2 separate regions of the Mus musculus genome follow, and region 1 is linked to region 2. Evidence: chromatin contacts called from public HiChIP or PLAC-seq data. All regions are on one chromosome and are shown on one strand. The core of a region is the stretch at or near the end of the contact, and the rest is flanking DNA. Distances in the headings are between cores, read along the strand shown.

The links. HiChIP or PLAC-seq counts read pairs in DNA pulled down with a chosen protein or histone mark.
Region 1: a contact with region 2 is called in an H3K27ac HiChIP or PLAC-seq map of microglia, with 5 times the contacts expected there. The contact joins two enhancer-like sites. A contact is called at or near these places in 2 of 115 datasets of contacts at active chromatin or transcription factors (embryonic basal ganglia and microglia) and 1 of 9 other capture datasets (embryonic stem cells).

Annotation. Positions count from the first base shown.
Region 1 is chr12:52,422,366-52,428,081 of GRCm38.p6, reverse strand. No RefSeq gene overlaps it. Among named protein-coding and RNA genes, the nearest start is that of Gm35071, 21 kb to the left of the region's middle. Within about 2 kb of position 3,096, at least 14 of the 459 cell types and tissues checked have an H3K27ac peak or open chromatin away from gene starts, as enhancers often do. A contact at or near this core is called in microglia, where this site is marked.
Region 2 is chr12:52,118,658-52,123,813 of GRCm38.p6, reverse strand. All of the region lies in intron 3 of Nubpl (nucleotide binding protein-like), which reads right to left. Among named protein-coding and RNA genes, the nearest start is that of Nubpl, 23 kb to the right of the region's middle. Within about 2 kb of position 3,358, at least 23 of the 459 cell types and tissues checked have an H3K27ac peak or open chromatin away from gene starts, as enhancers often do. A contact at or near this core is called in microglia, where this site is marked.

The DNA of each region.
Region 1 (5,716 bases), core at 1,847-4,346, 300 kb before region 2:
GTACCACTGTGGTCCTCAGCATCTTCCCTGCAGCTGTGGTACTCAGCATATTCCCTACAGCTGTGGTCCTCAGCACCTTCCCAGGTGTGATACTCTACTTCTCTATGAAGAATAACCAATGAAGTTCTCATAATAGAAAAAGATTGTGAAATCATGTTATAAAGAAAGTACAGGAAACTGACTTTTCTTCTATTTTTGCAGGGCTAGGGTTTGAATCTAGGGCTTTGTACGTGTAAGGAAAGCACTATAACATGGAGTTATACCCTCAATGAAAAAACAGGCATCGATTAGAAATGTGGTTTCAGAAAAATATCTATTCCTTCCAGTAAGACAAAGCCAAACTTTCTTTTTCTTTTTTTTAATCTAAATTATATATATATATATATATATATATATATATATATATATATATATACACATATATATGGATATTTTCTTTATTTACATTTCAAATGTTATCTACTTTCCTGGTTTCCCCCCTCGAAGAAACCCTCTATCCCATCGCTCCTCTCCCTGCTTCTATGAGGGTGTTCCTCCACCCACCCACCCACTCCTGACTCCCTGCCCTCTCCCACCTTTCTGCCCTTGATTCCCCTACACTGAGACATCTATCGAGCCTTCATTGATGCCTGAAAAGGCCATCCTCTGCTACATATGCAGCTGGAGCCATGTGTTCTCCTTGGTTGGTTGCTTAGTCCCTGGAAGCTTGGGGGTCTGGTTGGTTGATATTACTGTTCTTCCTATGGGCTTGCAAACCCCTTCAGCTCCTTCAGTCCTTTCTCTAACTCTTCCACTGGGGATCTCTCACTCAGTCCAATGGCTAAAGCCAAAATTTCATATGAAGAAGTTGTTTTCTGGTGGCAAGTGAATGAAATTAAGATTCCACAACAATCATTTTTGGGAGCAGATCTTAGCTCACCTATAATACAAACTCGAGTTCCCGCTGGTGAATTAGGGATAGTTACTTTGCCTCTCTGGCCATTTTCATCATCATCATCAGTATTATTATAGACAACATTTATCACACTCTTAGTATGATTTGGGCACTGGGTTATTTTCATTAACAGTTATTTCTTGGATTATGTCATTTAATGTTTCCAACCACTTGATGTGCACTTTGATTATCTACAGAAGCAAACTCTACTTGATAACAATAGCTAGTATTTATTGAATGCTAAGATTCATGAAATAGATGCTAATGTGGTAGTATTGGGAGATGGGACCTTATAGGCCTTTCTAGAGGCAGTGAGCTCTGGTTCTCGTAGTTCTGGATTGGTGACCTCTGGAATGGGTTGTTAAAAAGTAAAGGGGAGCCTTCCCCTCTCTTTACACATGGTTGTTTCTGTCCATTTGCTGCACGTCCACTGCTGTCATATTACACAACACCCTCCCTAGGTGAGGCACTGAATCTCTCAGCCTTCAAAACTAAGAGCCAAAATAAATGTTTCTCTATAATTTACCTAGTGTCCAGTATATTGATGTAACAACAGAAAAATGAAGTAACACATTTACCACAAAATATACCTGAACAAGTATTTCATACATTGTACATCAGAACAGGCTAGGTGCTATTAAACCTCCACTGGAGGGGCCTTTGGGAGAGATGGTGCAGCAGTTAAGAGCACTTACTTTTCTTCTAGAGGACCAGTGTTTGGTTTCTAGCACCCACATCAGGTGGCTCATCTACACTTTATGTACATACCTATACATAGATACACAAATTTAAAAATAGTAAAAATAAATTCTAAAAGGCAAAAAAAATTTTTTAAGCCTTTTGTTTAACAGAGATGGGAGGCGGGGCTTAGAGGTAGCCTTTTACTTACATATGGCCTGTTACATTAGCTATATGTAGTCATTAGAGTATGTGGGTGGTATTTCTCATCAGTGGGTTGGCCCTCTGAACCATTTCCTGCATAATAATTTCCCTAGCATCACACTCACACCGTGTGGCCTGCAGCAGACACTTTGGTTGGCTGGCCCAGGGGTCAGGTGTGCGACATTGTTTGCTTGAGGCTGTTTTCATCTCTGCTTGACTTCAGGAGCCCATATAGGAATGAGCCCGTGCTTTCCAGTTCGGCTCCACTCTATGCAAAATCAGTAGCTTAGTCCCATCCTAAATGTTACCTTCAACAACGTTTCTTTAAAAGTCTGGCAAAGAGATGGCAAGATTATGGGGCTTCTGACAACTGTGGTAGCTTTTCTTTCCTGACTTATAAGGACAAGAGAATAGATAAATGGAAATTCACTAGAGTGACTAGGAGACAAAGTTATAACTTAGTTTCTCCAAATCTCTGTCTCTCCATATCTCTGTTCTCTCCATACACACACACACACACACACACACACACACACGCACAAATATATAAATACATGTCTACATGTACACGCGTGCACACACACACACGTCCAAACACACATATGACACCTGTGTGCAGACTCACAGAGTGACCAGTAAGAGATTAGAGGTGCAAGTGTGGTCATGATCTGCCTATCACAAGAACACAGCGGGAGATTTGGTAACACTTCATTTTCATGCATTTTCTGTAAAAGATCACAGGTCAGTGCTAAGACAAGAGACACACACAATCTGTTAGATTGATTGTAAATCTGAGGAGCAGTTATATCTAAATTATAGTTATTAGTGTTATTTCTGTCTCTTGGGAAATGATAAATTGCATTGGGTCTATTAGTAGGGTTATTATGCATTGAGGAACTTAATTTGGGGATAGTTTTGATTTCATTAGGAGAGAAAAAATACAGACATCCTTTGGCTGAAGCCTGACTATTTTGGGTCCCAGGCAGACATCATCTTCTTGTGGGAGATTGGCCAAGTGTCACTCGTTTGCTCCATGGGTGGTACAGATGAAAAGAAGAAACCCATGCAGGGGATTTGCTCTCAGCTTCATAATGATACTCTTCCCTCTTCTGACATCTACTAAAAATAACACTTGAATGAAGGAATTGGGTCACCTGTGACATTTTTGGTAGTAGCATAAAATTGGGGGTGGTAGAGGGGAAGCCTTTACATGTTCAAGTAGAACTGCACATGCTCAGCGTATTGGAATTGAACAAGACATTGCCAAACATAGCTACAGAAATTCCTCACTTGAATCTCTTCCAAGCACAGGAGAAAGGGCTGCATCTCCAGACAATGTGTGATACTCCCTGGGCAGAGGCAGAAGCAGAAGCAGAAGCAGAAGCAGATAGAGACACCTTGAAAGTCTCACTTCAATCTTGCCATTCTGTGCCTTCCCCATGTGATACACAGCCCCAGGAAGTAAGCAGTTCCCTTCATTTCTGCTGCATTGTTTCACTTCTCCAGTACAGGAAGCACACACAGCAGAGTATTTCAGTGTCAGAAGGTTGGGCTGAGATTTAGAGTCTTTGAAGAGAAAGACACATACTCTCATCCCAGGGCCTTTAGGGATACTTGGCACACAGTAAGGCCAGTAAAGTTTGTTGAATGAATAAAAGTTTGAAAGGTCTTTTGGCCTCTGTGGTCTACATTTTCACCTTAGCTGCTCAGCCCAGCCTTGGGGCTAGCACTTGGCTCAAGTGCATGAATCATGGCCTGGTGGAAACATGAAACTTAAGCAGTCCTATCCTACATGAGAATATAAACCTTGTCTGGCCCCTTCGGTGTTCTGTTACTTCTTTGTACTCTGCTTTTTGTGTCTCTCCCATGTATACACAAGACCAGCTCATTTAACTCTGCAATCCTCTGCCTGAGTGAGTCTCGACAATGAGAACCTCTATCTGGATGCTCTTCACCCTTCCACAAACCCTCAAAAATTTCCCCTGTACTTATCAGCATCTGATAACTTATATATTCACTTCTTTAGCATCCTTGGTACCACCTCCAGATGCAAACTAAGTAAGAGCAATGTTTGTGTTTCAGTGCTTAGAAATCAGAAATCTCTATAGTGAATGAGCAGGGGATTGGACTGTTTGTGTAGCTTGTGGTTTGCTGGTTGACAAAAATATTAGTACCAGTGAGCTCAAATAAAAGAATTTCACAGAAAGGATCCTATACAAATCCAAGTATGCATTTGGGATGTTGGTTGAAGAACCTCCCAGAGGCAAGAACTGAATGAGGATGACTTTAGTGGCAGCTCAGAGAAGTCCTTGACCTTGACCCCAGCATTCCAGAATTGCTGTATGTCTCCTATTTTGACCCTTGTTTCCTCTCACCCCCAGTACCCAATGTGTACTAAGCCATATAAAAGTATGAGCTCAGAGTTCACTGATTCATTGCCCCATCAGCCGCCTAGCATCCCACCTTACCTACAGAGAACTCCTAGTCATGAGCTCCTAACTCTTTAGCTTCTCCATCAATGAAATGGTGTTAACCAACCTACAATGAGGAGCAGACATCATACTGAGTGCACCCGGGAAGCCAGTTGACTGGCAGGTCAACTTCTAGAAGGATCAGACCACTGATCTTCCAAATATTATCTTCTTTCTCCAGTGATGTTCAATTTTCCTCTATGCGACCCTGTCTCTGCAAAGGGAGGTTCATCATACTACTACATCTGCTGATTTCAATCAGTTGGTTTGACAAAAAGCAAACAAACCCTTAATTTATGATACACTAGAGCATGAGGGGGAAAACAACATGATATTCATATTGGTTTTAGAATTTACAATTAGTGTGGAATCAGAAGTGCCAAGGATTACTCTTCATCTTCATTGTCATGGGTAGATTCTAATCCGGCTTGTGTTGCTGGCACTGAGCAAATACTAGCGAGGAGCCACCAGGACAACCTGACTAAGAGATGTTGTGTCTACAGGCAGTGCTGGTGCCGTCAGTGTGGAGAACTGTGTGAACTTGACAAAGGGAAAAGACTGAGATGACCACAGCAAAGCGGACTGACTGCAGGAGATAGTTACTGTTCCTGCTGAAGCTACAGTTTTTGGAAGACTTGGAACCAGCCCTGTCCATGTCTTCTATTCCTCTGAGTCCAGGCGCTGTTTCCATTCCTGGTGTGGAGGTTTTTAGAGCTAAGGTACCTGAACTGACCACACTGAAGTTCAGAACAGACCCTAGCAAGGTCCTACTTGGGATGTGGTTACCCTTAGCACTCCACAGAGAGCAGGCAGCAGTTAGAGGGAAGGAAAGAGCTGGAAGGAAGCCTATCCTGGCAACCAGTGATCACTGAGGTTCTCAGGGCCTGTGGGTCTCTGCTTCCTCTTCTCCAAACCCCATGGTTACAAGAACTAGACTCTTCTTGGCACTCTAGCTTTCAGAAAATTCTTAGATCATGCTAAGAACAGGAGTCCACAGCTATAGTGCCTGGGCCAAATCTAGAGCTTCAACTGCTTTTAAAACACTGTCTTAGTTAAGAATGGTGATTATACTTTTACACTGTTGGAGAGAAATAAAAAAAAACAATATTTCATGACATGAAAGTTGCATGAAATTCAAATTTCAATGTCCACAAGGAAAGTCGTATTGAAACAACAATATTTGTATTTTCTTTTTTTATTATTAGGTATTTATTTCATTTGCATTTCCAATGCTATCCCAAAAGTCCCCCACACACTCCCACACCCACTCCCCCACCCACCCACTCCTACCTCTTGGCCCTGGCGTACCCCTGTACTGAGGCATATAAAGTTTGCACGACCAATGGGCCTCTCTTTCCACTGATGGCTGACCAGGCCATCTTCTGATACATATGCAGCAAGAGACACAAGCTCCGGGGGGGGGGGGTAC
Region 2 (5,156 bases), core at 2,109-4,608:
TGAGGACCCAGTTATAACACTCCTGAGCCTATACCCAGAAGATGTTTCAATGTATAACAAGGACACATGTTCCACTGTGTTCATAGCAGCCTTATTTATAATAGCCAGAAGCTGGAAAGAACCCAGATGTCCTTCAACAGAGGAATGGATACAGAAAATGTGATACATTTACACAGTAGAGTACTACTCAGCTATTAAAAACAATGACTTGATGAAATTCCTAGGCAAGTGGATAGAACTAGAAAATATCATCCTGAGTGAAGTAACCCAATCACAAAAGAACACACAAAGTATGCACTCACTGATAAGTGGATATTAGCCCAAAAGCTCAGAATACCCAAGGTCCAGTTCACAGACCACATAAGAAGGAAGACCAAAGTGTGGGTGCTTCAGTGCTTCTCAGAAGGGTGAACAAAATACTCATAGGAGCAAATACGGAGACAAAGTGTGGAGCAGAGACTGAAGGAAAGGCCATTCAGAGACTGCCTGACCTGGGGATCCATCCCATATACAGTCACCAAACCCAGACACTATTGTGGATGCCAAGAAGTTCATGCTGACAGGAGTCTGGTATAGATGTCTTCTGAGAGGCTCTGCCAGAGCCTGACAAATACAGAGGCAGATGCTCGAAGTCAACCACTGGATTGAGCATGGGGTCCCCAATGCAGGAGTTAGGGAAAGGAGTAAAGGAGCTGAAGGGGTTTGCAACCCATAGGAAGAACAATATCAACCAACCAGACCCCCCGGAGCTCCCAGGGACTAAATTACCAACCAAAGAAAACACATGGAGGGACACGTGGCTCTAGCTGCATATGTAGCAGAGGATGGCCTTGTTGGACATCAATGGGAGGAGAGGCCCTTGGCCCTGTGAAGGCTTGATGCCCCAGTGTAGGGGAATTCAAGGGTGGGGAGGTGGGAGTGGGTGGGTGGGTGGGTGAGCCCCCCACATAGAAGCAGGGGGAGGGAGGATGGGATAGAGAGTTCCCGAGGGTTGGGAGGAAACCAGGAAAGAGGTAACATTTGAAATGTAAATAAAGAAAAAGTGTCCATTTATTTTGCCTCTCCCAGTTCACTGTAAGATCCTTGACGACAGAAACTTTGACTTATACTACAGATGCAGATTCCAGGGAAGTGCTTAGCACATGGCTAAGTACCTAGTAGTTTCTGGAATGAACAGATGAACGCAGTTACTGTCATCTGTAGATGAACTACTTTTGATTTCCTTGATTTTTCATGTCAAAACATGGACTTTTTTGAACATGAAAGAAAGCATGTTATTTGAAAAAGCAAGATGAAACCTCAGTCATCCAAATGTCAATAATGAACAGACTACAACACTAAGCAAAACTTTCATCATGTTACCCCCCCTCTGGACTCACAAGACACCTCTTCTATAATCACAGCCTCAACGTTTGAACCTGCCTCAGTGAACCGCTTCTTCCCACCAGCACCAGTAACTCCCAGACTGTTTCTGCTCAGACTCCTCCTCTGCTCACCAGTTCCTCACTTGGGAAATGAGAGGAAAGGTCAAAGTTCAGAGACCCAAAGATAACCACCAGATAGCCTCTTCTACTTTAGCTACAAAGAGGTCTTTTCAAAAGAGGTATTACTAGACATCTATAAAATCTTAATACTTAAACAATCTAATTACTGAGATGCTTTTTGCTTTATTATCTCTAACATGATCATTTAAACCACCTTTTATTGACAGTGATTTGTTAAATTAACAGCCATGCTTTAATTTCTATGACAAGTCCTCTATCACTAGGCAGGTAAGTGAAATTAAGCATGTTATTCTTCTGCATATATAAGCACAGAGCACAACAGATAAAAATCACAAATTAAAAGAATGATGCTCATATACGACAAAAATTTTCACTCCTATCTCTTGACCCAAATAGTCTTCAGCTGCATAGAATGTCTGAAATAGCCTGTTTGAAGCATGATACAGAGAGCTTATTCTCAATTAACTATGCTGCCTTTTCATCATTTTTAAAGAAAATGCACATTTGTAGAACAGGATTAGACACAGTCATTTTTTTTAAGCCACCCCAAAGAACCCACAGGACAAGACTAGCACTTCGATCAGTTTCCATGGTGACTAGCAAAAAACCATCACACTGCAGATAATATTCCAGTACAAGTTTGAGGCCAAAGCTGCTCCAAGGCTTGGAGAAGTCTTATGCTTTCTGTTTGGTTGACAGGAAAAATCAAAACAGAGAGCAACCTGTTCCCATGGAGGGGTCCAAGCAACCTTCTGAGACTACCTGAGGAGGAAGTGAATTCAGGGAGGAACTGAATTCAAAAAGGTTTCATTGTTTAAGAGTCACAGGCAGCAACCCAGCTAGTCCCTGCTTTTAGCAATCCCTAGCTTCTTATCTGCCCCATGATTACATGGAATCTCCTTTCAGAGCCCAGTGGACTGGCGATCCCAGTTCGCTTTCCTGCTGTGGCAGACCATGCACGCCTCCTGCTCTCTAACTAGCTTTACAAAAGTACAAAGGAAGCTTATGGGAGACAAGGGAAAGACTTTCTCAAGACGCTTCTTTAAGAACTATTAAAGACAGCAATCCATGCCTCCTTTTTTTTGTAAAATTGGTTGATGTGGTTAATTTGGCAAAGCCTATGAGAGATGGAAAAGGAAGCAAGACATGGTGAGAGTTTCAAGCTCCTAATTTATATCTGATGATGCCAACAACAAATAAAGGCTCTCTAAAACTGCTTCCCCTTCATCTGAGTGCTCTGACCCACTTGTGTGCAGCAGTGCTGACCCCAGCCTTTCACGCACTGCATCTGCCAAAAGGGAACGAACGCATGTCCTGACCACAGGAAACAGGCTGGAACAAAAGCTATCATGTCCACAGCCAACATTAAAGCTTTAAAATGCCACAACCTAAAACAGTACCATTCTGAATTCAGATTTATTTTCCCAGCCTTTAATCTTATCAAAGCTTGTTTTCTATGTTCTTAGCCACTCCACTGTGTTTTCTAGCATATAACATTTTCATACACAAGTTTTGAGAATGTGCTGCATATGTTTTAACTGAAAATTAAAAGTGCCGAAACACAAATGCTTCTCTAAATATAATTCTTCTAAGGCAAAAATGATCGTTGGCAATTTGTGGGCACTTGAGAAAGCACTGGAACTCACTCAAAACTTTGGAAATTTCCACCACACCTAATCTATTTTCAATCAGTTAGCAAGAGTTTACCAGGTATGTAGCAATGGGCCAGGCAGCAGTGGCAACTCATTTAAGATGCAGCCCTGACACCAGGGTCACCTAATGGCAGATGAACATATGAAGGGACAAAAAGGAAGTGATGTGATCTGAAACCACTAATGAGGCTTCACAGAGGAAGTGACATAGGACATCTAGTCAGTACAAGGAGTGCAGTGAGTACAGAATGGAGAACTGGGTAGAAGCAGCCCTAGGGCCTGAGCTGCACAACTTGGACAGAGACCTGCATGCAATGAGAACATTTCTACAAACAGTGTGAGAAATCACTATTTAATTCAACAGGAAGGAGCTTAGAGTGAGCAACATAAAAGACCGAGGTTGGTTTTTTGGTTTGTGGTGGTACTGTCATTGTTGTTGTTGTTCCCTGCCTCTACCTTCTAAAGTGTATGAGTTATAAGTGTGTGCCACTGCACCTGCCAAAATTATAAAGTTTTACCTATATTCATAATAGAGAAATGAGCTATTTCTCCAATGACAGTTGGTGACTGTCAGGTGAGAATGGAGTAGGAGAGCTAAGATGACAGGTCGGGACAATGTGAAGGCTGCAAGGGTTTTGCTGTTCCCTGAATTAGATGTGAGTTCTATGTCCCCTCCCATTAAACCTGAGAAAGCACATGTCAATTTCAACTAGGCTGACTAACCAGGTTGGGTCACAAAAGGCCATACAGCTTCCTTCTTAATGACCAGGACACCAACTTGAGCAACACTTAGTCACCAGCAAAGAAGTTCCACTACACTGAGGCTGCCAAGCTCTGGGCAAGACTAGGCAATAAGTAGTAACCATGCTAACATACTCCATTCAACAACCCTGGCCAGTCCACCCTTGTTACCACAGCCACTACCAAGCACATGTGTAAAGAACTTGATATATCCATTTGGGCCTTCACCGTTGAAGCTGCAGCACTGTAGAAGGAACAAGCCATTCCTAATGCTCTATCCAAATCCCTATCCCATAGAAACTGCGAGCATACTAAAAAGGATGGAGCTTTACCTAATAAGTTTAGGGTGCGCATCACTAACTCAAACAGGTGGTGGCAAGATGTAGCTAATTTCTAAAGAATACATGGACAGAAGATTTTAGAGATCAGGATGCTGGCTCCATTTACATCACTGAAATTTGACCTATCTGTTGGCAATCAGAGGAGGAGGAGGAAGAGGAAGAGGAGAAGGAGGAGAAACCTACATTAAAAAATTCAGTTTTTTTAAAAAAAATAGATGTTGACTGAAGAAGCGGTATTTCTAAAACAAGGAGACCATGTGGGAAACAAACAAACAAAAAATGTATAGGGGTGAAGTAATATGAGCGAGGGTAAACAGAAAGGGTCAGGATAAGCAAGGAAAATATAACATTAACCAAAATGTCCAACAATGGGGATATGGAACCTGAAGAGTCCACCTCCAGTAATTAGGGGCCCCAATTGGAGGGATGGGGACATTAACCCACCTACAAAACTTTCGACCCAAAATTGCTCCTCTCTAAAAGAAATGCAGGGACAAAAATGGAGCAGTCTAAAGGAATGTGCAACAAGTGACCAGCCCAACTTGGGGTCCATCCCATGGGTGGGCACCAATCCTTGACACTATTACTGATGCCATGTTGTGCTTGCAGACAGGAGTTTGGCATGGCTGTCCTCAGAGAAACTCTACCAGCAGCTGACTGAGACAGATGCAGACACAGTCAAGCATTGAATAGAGGTCAGGAACCCCTATGGAAGACGGAGGGGAAGGAGCTGAAGGAACTGAAGGGGATGGCAACCCCACAGGAAGAACAACAGTGTCAACTAACCTGGACCCCTGGGAACTCCCAGAGACTGAGCCACCAACCAAAGAGCATACACAGGCTGGTCTGAGGTCCCTGGCACATATGTAGCAGAGGGCTGCCTTGTCTGGCCTCAGTGGTAGAGGATATAGGGACTT